Regions from separate parts of the Sus scrofa genome. Here all the other regions are linked to region 3. Evidence: chromatin contacts called from public HiChIP or PLAC-seq data. All regions are on one chromosome and are shown on one strand. The core of a region is the stretch at or near the end of the contact, and the rest is flanking DNA. Distances in the headings are between cores, read along the strand shown. Region 1 overlaps LOC106509733 (a long non-coding RNA gene). Region 2 overlaps LOC106509733 (a long non-coding RNA gene). Region 3 overlaps LOC106509733 (a long non-coding RNA gene).

The links. HiChIP or PLAC-seq counts read pairs in DNA pulled down with a chosen protein or histone mark.
Region 1: an H3K27ac HiChIP or PLAC-seq map of alveolar macrophages shows a contact between it and region 3. The contact joins two enhancer-like sites. A contact is called at or near these places in 2 of 47 Hi-C or Micro-C datasets (embryonic fibroblasts and skeletal muscle) and 1 of 2 datasets of contacts at active chromatin or transcription factors (alveolar macrophages).
Region 2: a contact with region 3 is called in an H3K27ac HiChIP or PLAC-seq map of alveolar macrophages. The contact joins two enhancer-like sites. A contact is called at or near these places in 2 of 47 Hi-C or Micro-C datasets (embryonic fibroblasts and skeletal muscle) and 2 of 2 datasets of contacts at active chromatin or transcription factors (alveolar macrophages and skeletal muscle).

Annotation. Positions count from the first base shown.
Region 1 is chr3:44,997,529-45,001,405 of Sscrofa11.1, forward strand. All of the region lies in intron 4 of LOC106509733 (a long non-coding RNA gene), which reads left to right. Among named protein-coding and RNA genes, the nearest start is that of BCL2L11, 200 kb to the right of the region's middle. Within about 2 kb of position 1,278, at least 26 of the 83 cell types and tissues checked have an H3K27ac peak or open chromatin away from gene starts, as enhancers often do. A contact at or near this core is called in alveolar macrophages and skeletal muscle, where this site is marked.
Region 2 is chr3:45,038,720-45,042,744 of Sscrofa11.1, forward strand. All of the region lies in intron 4 of LOC106509733 (a long non-coding RNA gene), which reads left to right. Among named protein-coding and RNA genes, the nearest start is that of BCL2L11, 160 kb to the right of the region's middle. Within about 2 kb of position 1,937, at least 19 of the 83 cell types and tissues checked have an H3K27ac peak or open chromatin away from gene starts, as enhancers often do. A contact at or near this core is called in alveolar macrophages, where this site is marked.
Region 3 is chr3:44,912,745-44,916,581 of Sscrofa11.1, forward strand. All of the region lies in intron 1 of LOC106509733 (a long non-coding RNA gene), which reads left to right. Among named protein-coding and RNA genes, the nearest start is that of BCL2L11, 280 kb to the right of the region's middle. Within about 2 kb of position 1,722, at least 14 of the 83 cell types and tissues checked have an H3K27ac peak or open chromatin away from gene starts, as enhancers often do. A contact at or near this core is called in alveolar macrophages and skeletal muscle, where this site is marked.

The sequences.
Region 1 (3,877 bases), core at 28-2,527, 84 kb after region 3:
GCACCCAGGGCTGGCTGGGAGGTTTGAGTTTAGACAGAGACGGGAGACGGGAGCTAGCTTCTCTGCAGCCCAGCTTTGCTACCCACTGGTGCAGCCAAGCTCCCCGAGGGCTCCCCCAGAGGGGCCGGCTCTGGGGCTCTCAGTCCCCAGGGAGATTCCTCCTGCCTGGGCATCGGGTGAGTGTGGAGAGAGCACGGTCTGCACAGCCTCTGCTGAGCCCATCTTCTGCCCCAGCTCCTGCTTACGGAGCCCCCTGCCCCCGGGACAGTGCTGCCGAGCTCCACTCAAGATGCCCCCACGCCACCATGATGGTACAACCCGGCTGCCCAGGACTCAGCATGGCCGAGGACACCTCCCCCTTCCCACCAAGAAGAAGCAAAGATGCTTTGGGGGGCAGAAAAGCATCTCAAAAGATGCTCAATTTGACTCCTTCAAGATTTGAGGAAGGAGTCAAAAACCATACAACCCATTCACCAAACTGGTCCTTGTCGACAGGAAAAGACGAGATACCCTGATGACATGTTGAGTGAGCTGTGAGGTCTCCTATCTGGGTCCTCCCTGTTCTCCTGGAACCCACCCCTCCCTTCTGTACTGAATTTGAGTGAACTATAATTTGGAAGTAGATTTATATGTTTAAATAAATGAGGAATTCCTTTTGTGGCTCAGCGGTAACAAACCCAACTAGTAGCCATGAGGATGCGAGTTTAATCCCTGGCCTCGCTCAGTGGGTTAAGGATCTGGAGTTTCCATAAGCTGTGGTGTAGGTGGCAGATGTGGCTCAGATCCTGTGTTGCTGTGGCTGTGGTGTAGGCCGGCAGCTGCAGCTCCGATTTAACCCTTAGCCTGGGAACTTCTGGGTGCAGCCCTAAAAAGACAAAAAAAAAAAAAAAAAAAAAAAAGATTAAATATATGAACCCGTTTGTTACTTTAGCGTGAGTGAAAAATCAATTTTTCTACATTTAAAATTTTTATAGAAAATGAGATGTTCTCAAAAAAAAAAAAAAATGATCTGGTTCTACTAGAAACCACATTTTAGAGAAACTTCCGGATTTTGCCCAGACAAAAGGCCCCAGGTTTGGGCTTTGCCGTTGGTGTCAGCAGCTGAGCCTTGTCCTTGAAGCAGTCATGACTCAGCCGATTCAAAAGAAACTTGAGTGTGAATTCTGCCCTCCGAAGATTCAGGGCTCAACCTTGGCACACGCCCTGTGTCCACTGCGTCACCTCCGTCACATCTGCTCAGGGATGTCGCAATCCTCCCTGACTCACGGGGGAAGCACAGGCTGCAAGTGGCCAAGGAGCTCCCACCCACGGGGTGGGCTGCCGGTCACCTGCCGGGTGAGTCAGTGTCCAACAGATGCCTCCATGGAGGAGCAGAAAAAATAAGAGAGTGGCTGGGCCCTGAGCAAACACGATGGCATGTTTGTTTTGTGATTTTGATGGAATGCTGCAGGGTCAAGAGTGACTCGTCATATTCTTCAACCAAGTTGGTTAGAATGGAAACAGTTGTTTCTTGGGGCTGGAAGAGGCAGGAGGGGCTGCGTGCCCTTGAGCCCTGGGCCGCTGGGGCCTCTTGTGCCCCTCACGTGGGTGCTGGGGGGCAGTGGGCTTGGTTCTGCTGCCACCCTGCAATTCCTCCTGACATTCACAGGTCCCTTGTGACTGCAAAAAGGGAAGTCTGAGCCAGGAAACAAACCCAGTGCTTCGTGCCCACTGTCAGGGCTTCCTATGACCCTGCTCTGCTGACCGCCCTGCCACCTGCTTTGGAAACAGCACATGGGGTCAGTGAGCAGGGCCTCCCCATCCCAGGCCCGTTCCAGAGCGCAACTGAGAGCAGCAGGGCTCTGAGCTTTTTGCGTTTGGAAGATCAAGGGGATCCCCTTTCTAGAGAGCTTGCTCTATGTGTCGTCATGGCCAAAGTGAGGGGAGGACATTTGACACCGCTTTGCTTGCATTCTCCCTCCCTTCCTTCCTTGTCTTTTTAGGGCCACACCCGCGGCATATGGAAATTCCCAGGCTAGGGGTTGAATCTGAGCTACAACTGCCAGCCACAGCCAAGCCACAGCAACGCCAGATCCGAGCCACACCTGCAACCTACACCACAGCTCACGGCAATGCCAGATTGTTAACCCACTGAGCAAGGCCAGGGATTGAACCCATATCCTCATGGATTCTAGTCAAGTTTGTTATAGCCGAACCACGATGGGAACGCCCATAACTTAGCTTTCTAATATGCACACAGAGGAGGGTGTCAGTGTGATAGCCTGTGGGATTCATGTGACAGTCTTGTCCTCCAGAGTCATCTTCTGAGAACGAGAGGGTCCTTGGTCTTTGGGGGCCCTAGGGAGCCAGGTGCCATCCCTCAGAGCATTGGTTCTAGGTCAGCTCCCTCGGGCCTCTCTGGGTCCGAAGCTGCTCTGGGGAGTCATTGGTCTGAAGGGAGAACTCAGGAAGGGCGAGGCTGGTCCTCTTGGGAGCTTCTGGAAGAGGCACCAGGGCTCCAGGGTGGGTGATTATCATCAAGGCTGGGGTTCAAGCAAGGCCCATCAGAAGGAAGCTTTGCCCTGAGTTTGAAAGCTGATTCCAAAAGCGCCCTGATTTGAATTCCTTTTCTTCTGTCTTTCTCTCAAATTCTGGGTTTCTCCACCTGGTTCTTTTGCACCCCAGGGCCCCAGCACATGTTTCTCTGATACCTAAAGCCTCCTGCTCCCTGGCCTGCCAGGACCGCCCTCCCATCACCAACTCCACCTCTCACTCTGCAGTCACATCTTGGGTCTCCTCGCCGGGAGAATCTGCTTTCCCAGAGCCTGAAGTGCTTAGCTCTTAGGTCATAACCTCTGACCATTTCCCCCCAAATGCACACAAATAAAAACATAAATACGAAGTTTTAGGAAGTTCAAGGCACCTTGAATCTAGGTTAGGCACCCCTGGATGCTTTAACCCCTGGCCCATATGCATAACTCCCCACTTCCACACTGAACTTTCTAGTAGCCAGTGTATAAGGAGCCCTCCTTAGGAAGGGTCTTTCTTGAGCCTGACCTACTTTTTTGAGAACCTAATGAAAGCTGTGGATTTTTCCTTATCTAATGCACTTATCCTAATACATCTAAAGTTTAGCCTTCATTTTCAGAAGTTTCACACTCTTCCTTAGCTTATTCATAGCATTCTGCTCTGCTCTCTTATGACATTCCATTAATTCTGGGTCTAAGCACCTTCCCCATGCTCCAGTCAGGCTGGTTCCTCTTCCACGGGGTCTCCTCAAACCCCCACTGGAAATCCTCCCCCTTTCCTGGGTGTCCACACCCATTCTGCGGCTCTTTACCCTGTGACACCCCAGAGGTCAATGTTATGGGTTCCCAGGACCTCTTGCCCTGGCATCTGGATATACAGTCAACATTTCATTTCTGATTTCATTCCATTTTGAATGGGGCTCCTAGACTGAAGGTTGAGGCTCTCTTCCTCAAGACCCTAGACACTTGGGTCTCTCTCACCCAAATTAAAGCAGGTTGAGCAGAATGCAACTTGGTTGGATTTATGTTTGCTTATTTGGTCGGAAACAGAATAGAACTAGAAGAGCAACTTAAAAAACTTAGTGTGAGGAGACGCCAGAAAGAGGGAAAGATGTTAATCTATGAAGGTGGTGGCCAAGAAGGTATCTTATGGATATCAAGGACAACAAGAAGGCTATCCATAGCACATACGGGGATTTGCTTACCAACATTGAAAATTCTGAAATTAAAGGGGTCTGCAAAAGCGGAAAGAGAGAGCCCCTTCTATTGGCTTTAACATGATTGTGTAATGGGGAAGGGAAACATATGGCTGTCATTATCCTGAGAGGTTATGTAAGTCAGACACAGAGAGGTTCAAGAAGGGTTTAGAG
Region 2 (4,025 bases), core at 687-3,186, 130 kb after region 3:
TAAAGGAGCCCCCATGAGAAAACCTTCCTGTCAACCCGCAGTGCTTGGCAACAAGCCAGATGGAAACATCTAGCCATGTACAGCAAGTGCAGTGAAGCTGCAGGGATTTCTTCCATGGGGTTAGAGGGGTACCTTTGCCTTGGGGTCTGACCATTACTAGGAGTAGGCTCACTGACCACCAAAAAAAAAAAGAAAAATGAGCATCTCATTCAAAATCCAACTTGGGCCTTTTTCTTTTCTCTTTTTTTAGCCATCTTTCCTTTTTTCTTTTTTTTCCCCCCTTTTTTGGAGTTCCTGGGCCAGGGATCAGGTAGGAGCTGCTGTTGCCACTTGGGCCACAGCTGTGGCAATGCCTAATCCTTAACCCACTGTGTCCCAGTGCTTCGAGACGCCACCGATCCCATTGCACCACAGTAGGAACTCCTCTTTTTGGCTGCACCTGCAGCATATGGAGATTCCCAGGTTAGGGGTCGAATCAGAGCTACAGCTGCTGGCCTGCGCCGGAACCACAGCAATGCAAGATCCGAGCCTCATCTGTGACCTACACCACAGTTCACGGCAATGCCAGATCCTTAACCCACTGACCAAGGCCAGGGATCGAACCTGTGTCCTCATGGATACTAGTCAGGTTTGTTACCACTGAGCCACAATGGGAACTCCCAGAAACTCCTCTTCCTATTTTTTTAAATATAGGAGTGTGTGGCTCTTAGCCGCTCCTTCCTTTTCTTAAAGTAGGAGGCTGGGCTCCAGGGCACTGACTTGTCAGCTGTGCCCAGGACCTGTGCACCATTGCCTCACCTGTCCTTGGGAGGAGGGGCCCTGGACAGAGTTTGGGTTGATTGTCTTGTCTGCATCCTGCCCTTCAACGCCCTGCCACAGATGGTGTCACTTTAGTTCCCTACCTTCTCCTGAGGTCTCTCTCTTTAGCCTCTGATGTCAAGCCAGGTTCTGAGCTGCCTCACACTCTGCAGTCTCTCCACCAGATCCTGGGACCACCATCTCTTTGGTTCTCATGCATCCAGGAACCCCACTCTGCTGGTAGCACTAACACTATTATGAATCCATCCCCCTCCTCATCCACCTCAAGCAGATCCTGCCTGGTTCCTTCCAACCCACCGTCTTCCCCGCGGGCATCCTCAGACGCACAGCAAGGCTTGAGCTCCCTCGACTGTTTTGTGCCCAAGGAAGGCTCCAAAGGCTGGGTTGGGGGAGGGAGTTTGAGGGGCCCAAGGAAGGCTTCTCAGAGGAACTTCGGGACCCTGGGACCTGACGGAAGCAGAAATATAGACAAGCAAAAAGCCTAAGGGATGTTCTTCAGAGAGAGACAGAGGGCCAGCCCTGTGGAAGATGGGACAAGATGCTTAAAGTGGGTGCAGGCTCTGGGCAGGGCAGCAGCAAGAAAAAGCATGAGAAGAGGGGGAGTTCCCTGGTAGTCTAGTGGTTAGGACTTGGCTTTCACTGCTGCCGCCAAAGTTCAGTCCCTGGCCTGGGAACTGCGATCCCACATCAAGCCGCTGCACAGAGGCAAAAAACAAAAACAAAAACAAAACAGGAGGAGTTGCTACAGGGGGCCTCACAAGCTGAGCTGGGTGTGGTGGGTGGTGGGTGCCTCGGAGGGCCTCCGGCAGGAATCCCTTTCATCGTGATTTGTGATTAGCTTTTCTTCCATCTTTGGGAATAAAAATTGCACAGTCTGGACTTCCTGTTGTGGCTCAGCGGGTTAAGAACCCAACTAGTATCTCTGCGGACTTAGGTTCGAGCCCTGGCCTTGCTCAGTGGGTTAAGGATTCAGTGTTGCAGTGAGCTGTGGTATAGGTCGGAGATGAGGCTCAGATCACACATTGCTGTGGTTATAGCTCTGATTCGACCCCTAGCCTTGGAACTTCCATGTGCCACGGGTGTGGCCCTAAAAAGAAAAAAAAATTGCACAGTCAACTCTTCCTCACAAAAAAATTCGTCATCTTCTTGCAGCATCTGTACCATCCTCTTTTCCCTGGCCTTGATTAGCCTCTGGCCTTTCTGTGAAAGCTCAGTTTTTCAACCCACCCCCGCCCCAGTGTTGGCAGTGGCCTCTCTTGGCATCCAGGCCACCCCGTTCTGTTCCAGCCAAAGCTGGGGTGGGGTTGGCGAATGTCTCCTTTGTGTGCATTTTACACAGCCGAGCTCGGGGCTTTCATGCATCGTCTAGCTCAGGAGGGCAAAAGTGGTGCCTGAGCCCAGAGGTCAGGGATCCAGGACCAGGAGAGTTTTTTGCCTTCCCCCTGTTGGTTCCCAATGCCCCACTACACTATTTGCTGAACATTTTAGGACAAACTGTAGTAACATGTTAACTTTTTATTTCAAACACAGCTTGAATTTTATCCCGTTTTCAGATCACCCAAGAGGATAAATTCCCCTCATCTTAAACCTAATGGTCCGCATTGAGAAATCGCCCCACCTCTGAACACAGGAACTTTTATTTTGTAGCTACTGTCTCTGCTGCTCAAAGTCTGGCTTTCTGTTTGGGAGTCTCCCAGGGTGATGGTGCCGCCAGATAAAAGTTGTAATGGGAGAGGGAGGGCGGGCTCCTGGGAAAAAGGTGGGGCAGAGAGTAAACAGACCTCCAATCTGACAGTCTAGACAGCACCCAGTAGGTCTGCAGAGTGACTCCAACCTCCTATGAATGCCCTCTATTCAGTAGTCCTGGCTTTTGTTTAAGGCTGGGCTCCCTTGTGAAGAGCGGAGAACTGGCTGAACTGGTCTGGCCACTCAGCCACCGTGAAGACGTCCCCCCCAGGCCCAGGACTCAGGTGAATGAAGTCATCAATATTTTCAAGGCAGTTCTAATCTGTGATTAACTTTTATCTCTGCTGTGAAATACCAGCCTCCTTTTCAGCCTGCTAACAATAAGGTTACAACTGGTTGCCCGGAGGGGGCTGTTTCCTGCTAGGCTCAGACCTAAACAGAGGCAGCCTTGAGAAAGCTGACTGGGGGTGGGGACTGGAGGTTGGGGGCACCCCAGGGGACAGCCCCCGAAGGAGGAAGGGACAGGCATTCTCCCTTGTTATTCCAACATACCCAGCCGTCCTGACCTGATTTCAAACTCAGCTCACCCAAAGCCAGACAGACCACTTTCTCCTGCCCTGTCCCCTTGTTTAAGCGGGAAGGGAAGCCTTGATGGAACCATCTGGTAATTTTTGAGCCCTGTCATCCAACCCTGCTTGGAATCCCTCAGTGAACACAGCTACACCTTGCAAGTCCTTCCATCCATCCTCCCCTCCTGCACTCTCACCTTTGCAGGAGACTTTAAATTTCTCGGCCCACATCAGGGCTCAGAAAAAAGGTAGCCAGAGTTGTTTTTCTAAAAGACATATCTGTTCCTCTGACCAAAGTTCCTACTAGAGAGACTCTGGAACTGGACATTCAGGGCCCTGGATGGCCCTGCTGAGAACTTCAGGTTCTCGTACTCATAGGGAATGTTGTAGGTAAACCAGAAAGGTGAAACCCAGGGCTCTTTTGGTCTATATCTTGTTTACTCAATTTTGATGAAGACAGCGTACTAGAAATAGTTTACTTTCCTCTTCATTCTAGTGGTAGAACAAGAGCAGAGCAAGCAAGATGTGACCATTTACACATGGCCTCACTGCTGGGGAGACAGTAGGGAGTGGTGGGGACTAGTGCTAAGACTGGGACAAAGCCAGTAAGCTGCCTAATGAACAAATTTTAAGGAGATGCTCACTCTCAGGGCCTTGCAAATATAGGGTCAGCACCTGAAAGTGAGTGCCTCCTTAAATTTTGCTCCTTGAGCCTCGCTTGCCCCACCCTAGTCTGGCCCTGGTGGTGAAAGGGAAAGTGGATCCACCCAACTGCCTTTTAGCGAGTTGTTGCCAACATAGTGGTCCTGCTGCTGCCAACAGGTGCTGATAGCTGCCCGGTGATGTCAAGTGACAAAATAGACTTTAGAAATAGAATTTTGGAGCCAGGGTGAGTTTTAAATTAGCATCATTCTGTGTGTGTGTGTGTGTGTGTTTAGGGCTGCACTTGCG
Region 3 (3,837 bases), core at 472-2,971:
AGGACCCTTGTATTTCCTGCCTGGAGAGTAAGCCCCCTGTTTCCTCCTGGGATGTGAGAAATGGGTTCTAATCCCTCCATTTCCACAACCTCACCTCCTCAGCATCTCCTTTTCACAAATGGGCCCAGAGAGAGCTTCCGGGCCTCAATCTCACCCTGGCGGGGAAGATGAACGTGGCCTCCCTTCCCTGCCGCAGTGAGTCAGGTGAAAGAACACACAGGGAAGAGCCAGACAGTCATGTGTTCAAACCCCAGCCCTGACCCTGACAGCTGTGTGACCGAAGGCCACTCATGGCAACCTCTCTGATCCTCAGTTTCCTTATCTGTAAAATGGGGACCTGACCAGACCCCGCCCTGTGGGGTGGTTATCAGGGAGAAGTGAAGCAGTTCGGAGCTGGCACGGTGCCAAGTCTAGGGATTTCCGAGCGGGACACGACAGCTTACCAGGAAAGACTGTGGCCCGTCCATCCCGGGGAGGCTGTGCCAGATCAGAGGGAAGCTCAACAAGCCACTTGAAAGGGACCTTGACTCATTTTGTGGTAACTGAATGTGCAGTTCAGGAAGTGCTTCGCAAGAGCGAACTGGGCTCCAGCCGCCCCCTCGTCCCCCTGCCCTCTGCTCCGAATCCTCAGAGCCATGACGCTGTTCCCAGCAGCGCTCCCCGTCTGGCATCCGCTGGTGCGCACGCGCATGGGCCACAGGACTTGTGCATGCGCGCTGCAAGCCCACTGAAGGCTGATCGGGATGCGGCTGCGCGGTTCAAGGACACAGTCCGACCACCTCAAGCCACCATTGAGGGCAGGTGCTCAGCTCTCTGCACCTCTTGTAGCTGATGCTCCTGCAGGTCCGGCCAGCACCACGGAGCACTTGACATTTAATCGTCAGCAGCTCTCCTGGAAAGTAGTGAACAGAAGTTCACTGTTTAAGGCTGGGGAAACTGAGGCACCCCAAGGTTATGAAATGCCCAGGCATGGAGGGTGAGTCCAGAGCTGGGATGGAACCCGGGGAGTTGGACTGCAGAGGCTGCTTCCTAACTGCGGGCATCTAGAATCAGGCACACGGTAGGTCTCCGTGGTTCTAAATAGGCGTGAAAGTGCGGCCCACGTGGTGTTGGGAGTGTGGAGCGAAAGAGGGGTGTGGAGCGGCTTTAGCCCCTGCTGCTGCTTCCCTGGAGGGCGAGGGAGGGGCACTGAGTGCCAAGGCACCTCGGGGAGTGTGGCAGGGCCCCCTCTGGCTTCGGGTAGGATGCGCCTCAAGCCTGGGCTACAGCTGCCCTGGGAGTAAGCATAGCCACTCCAGCTGCACCCACGTGGACCCTCCAGCCACCCCGCTCCCCAACTCCCACTGAACACCCCCAGGACATGGGCAGCAAGAGCCTGGGGTACTGTGTACTGAGGTCAGTAGAGAACTGTGAGGTGACCTGCTGGGGGCTGATGCCTTTGAGGACCAGAGCCTGGATAGGGTGGGGACCTCTGAGAGGATGAGGCTGCCTGACCATTATCCCCCATCTCTCTCACTCCTGTCTGCCCATGTCTGGCTAGCGGGTTTCCAGGGAAAGGGAAGTGGGAGAGGGAAGTGACATGGGAAAGTGAGTGGCACAGAACTGCAGAGTTAGCTCCCAAGTCCTGAGAAAAGCAGATCCTCCTCTGTCCCCGGCCTCACTGGCCTGGGGGAGAGAGTACAGTGGCCTCACTGGCCTCAGGGAGAGAGAACTGTCAGTTGAGCTAGACCCCTGCTGGGAAGTCAGGGCCTGTCCTAGTTCCTCATTCAAGGCACCCGCCCCAATCCCCAAGGCAGTTAAAAGCCCCGAATTGCCCAACTCAGTCAAGGGAAGCCTGGCCCATGGTCCCGCACACCCTCGGAGCCTGGGCCTGGCTGCCAGACCTGGTCTGTCTGGCCCCCGAGGCCGGACAGTGACCCACTCTGTGTTCCGGAGCCCACGTGTCGAGGAGGAAGCTGCCATTCTGACAGTCCAGAAACATCTGTTCCCCATTCGTCATTGTCAAGCTCTGATGTCTTTTGGGACTAAGTTTGAAGGACAGTTTTTAACTGTCGTAACCAAAAAAGTAAAAGGAAATAAACAATTACAGGCCTTCTTTATTTCAGAACTTTTTTGCTGTGTGGGTAGAAAGCTCTTCCAGTAAATAGGAGCTTGGACTAAATTACCCTCCCAGACAATGAGTTGCTAGAGGGTCTCCCCTCCCCCCTGCTTCACACCCCATTGTGCTGAGAAATGTTGAGATAAATACATTCCGGCTAAGGCTGGAACAAACGAGCAGCAGAAGACATTTCCTTTTCACCTGGGCTTGTCTGTGCGTCTTTCAGAAGACACCTGTGACCTGGTCCAGTGCCCCTGATGCTCTGTGATCAAAATGCCTTGAGTGACAGCGGCTGCGCTCAGGACCAGTATCATCATTTACCTTCCTAGCCTGTAACAGCTCCTGCTCTGATCTGGATGTTTCCAAGATGTGCTTGTTTGTACAATGGATGCACCAGTTTAGACTCATGGGAACTGTAGAGGCATCCAGATAAGCCCTGAGAGTTCTTACAGCCTGCCCACTCCATGCCCTGACACACTCGCATGTCACTGGATTCATAAAGTACCCTGTCTGTCAGAGGCCAAGGGTGGGTGAGCGGTCCTCTTGGAGCCAGTGAAGGACCATGGCTTTTTGCAGGGCTCCGCTGCACCTGGAGGACTCTCCCACTTAGGCAGGTGCTCTGGGACCTCAGGGACAATGGGAGGATGCTTCCAGCAGGAGTCAGGGTCTAGGTTCCTGGGATGTGACAAGTGAGCCATTGGTCCCTCTCTATCTTCCTGCTTGTCATGTTGGGTGTTTTGGTTTGCTGTGGCTGCTGTAACATCCTTGGTGGCTTAAAACAACACAAGTGTATTCTCTGACAGTTCTGGAAGCCAGATGCCCGAAATTAGTCTCACTGGGTTGAAGGCAAAGTATTGTTCTTTGCAGGAGGCTTTTTCGGAGGGTAGATTTGGCTTCCTTGACTGTTCAGCTTCCAGAGGCTGCCTGCACCCCTGAGTAGTTATTGCAGAAGCCTCATTACAAAGATGCAGTCAAACCTTGTTGGGAGAACTGTAGTATATTTGGGGCCACCCATCTCTGCTGCACCCAGTTTCCTTGGGGGCAGTGTCCCTTCCTTCCACTGTGTGATATCTGGAGGGGGGGGTGGCCCCAGATGCCACACAGGAGCGAGATGCCAGTTCCTCTTAGCCTCTCTTAGTGCAGGCTGAGCCCGAGCGGGGGAATTCAGGGAGGGGACATACCACCAAGCTCCACTGTTGGGATGCTGTTATCTAAGACTTGGGAGCTTACCTTGTTCAGCTCAGCAATGACCCCCCCCTCCCCCAAAAGCACATCCCTCCTGCTTTGTGCCCATTTTGGCCATGCCTGTTCTCTGGCCCTGCCCATTCCCAAACTGGACAACCCAGCCCTGCCCATGATTCAAGGAACTGCCATTCTCTTAGCACATAGTCCCTTTGTGATGTTCCCAGATACAGATTCTGTTGCTCCCGCATTCAAGACCTGTAATACAAGGACTGTCTACTGTGTTGAATAAGTGGAGGACTTGAGGATTCATTTCTGTGCCGTTTTACAGTGGGGTTGATACGCCTCGGAAGCCTAGTTCTGACATCAAGGCCCTGACTGCTGTCAGTGAGAGGTGTGCCAGGGGTGCCTTGAGGAGGGGTGGTGAGGGACGATGCAGCTGGTTTCACTCATTTTTGCTCCTGGTTATGTCTTGTACAACAGGCTTTTCGATTACATAAGATGGCATCGTTATTGCCAGAGCCATGTTGGGTTCAGCATATGCTACCCCCAAATAG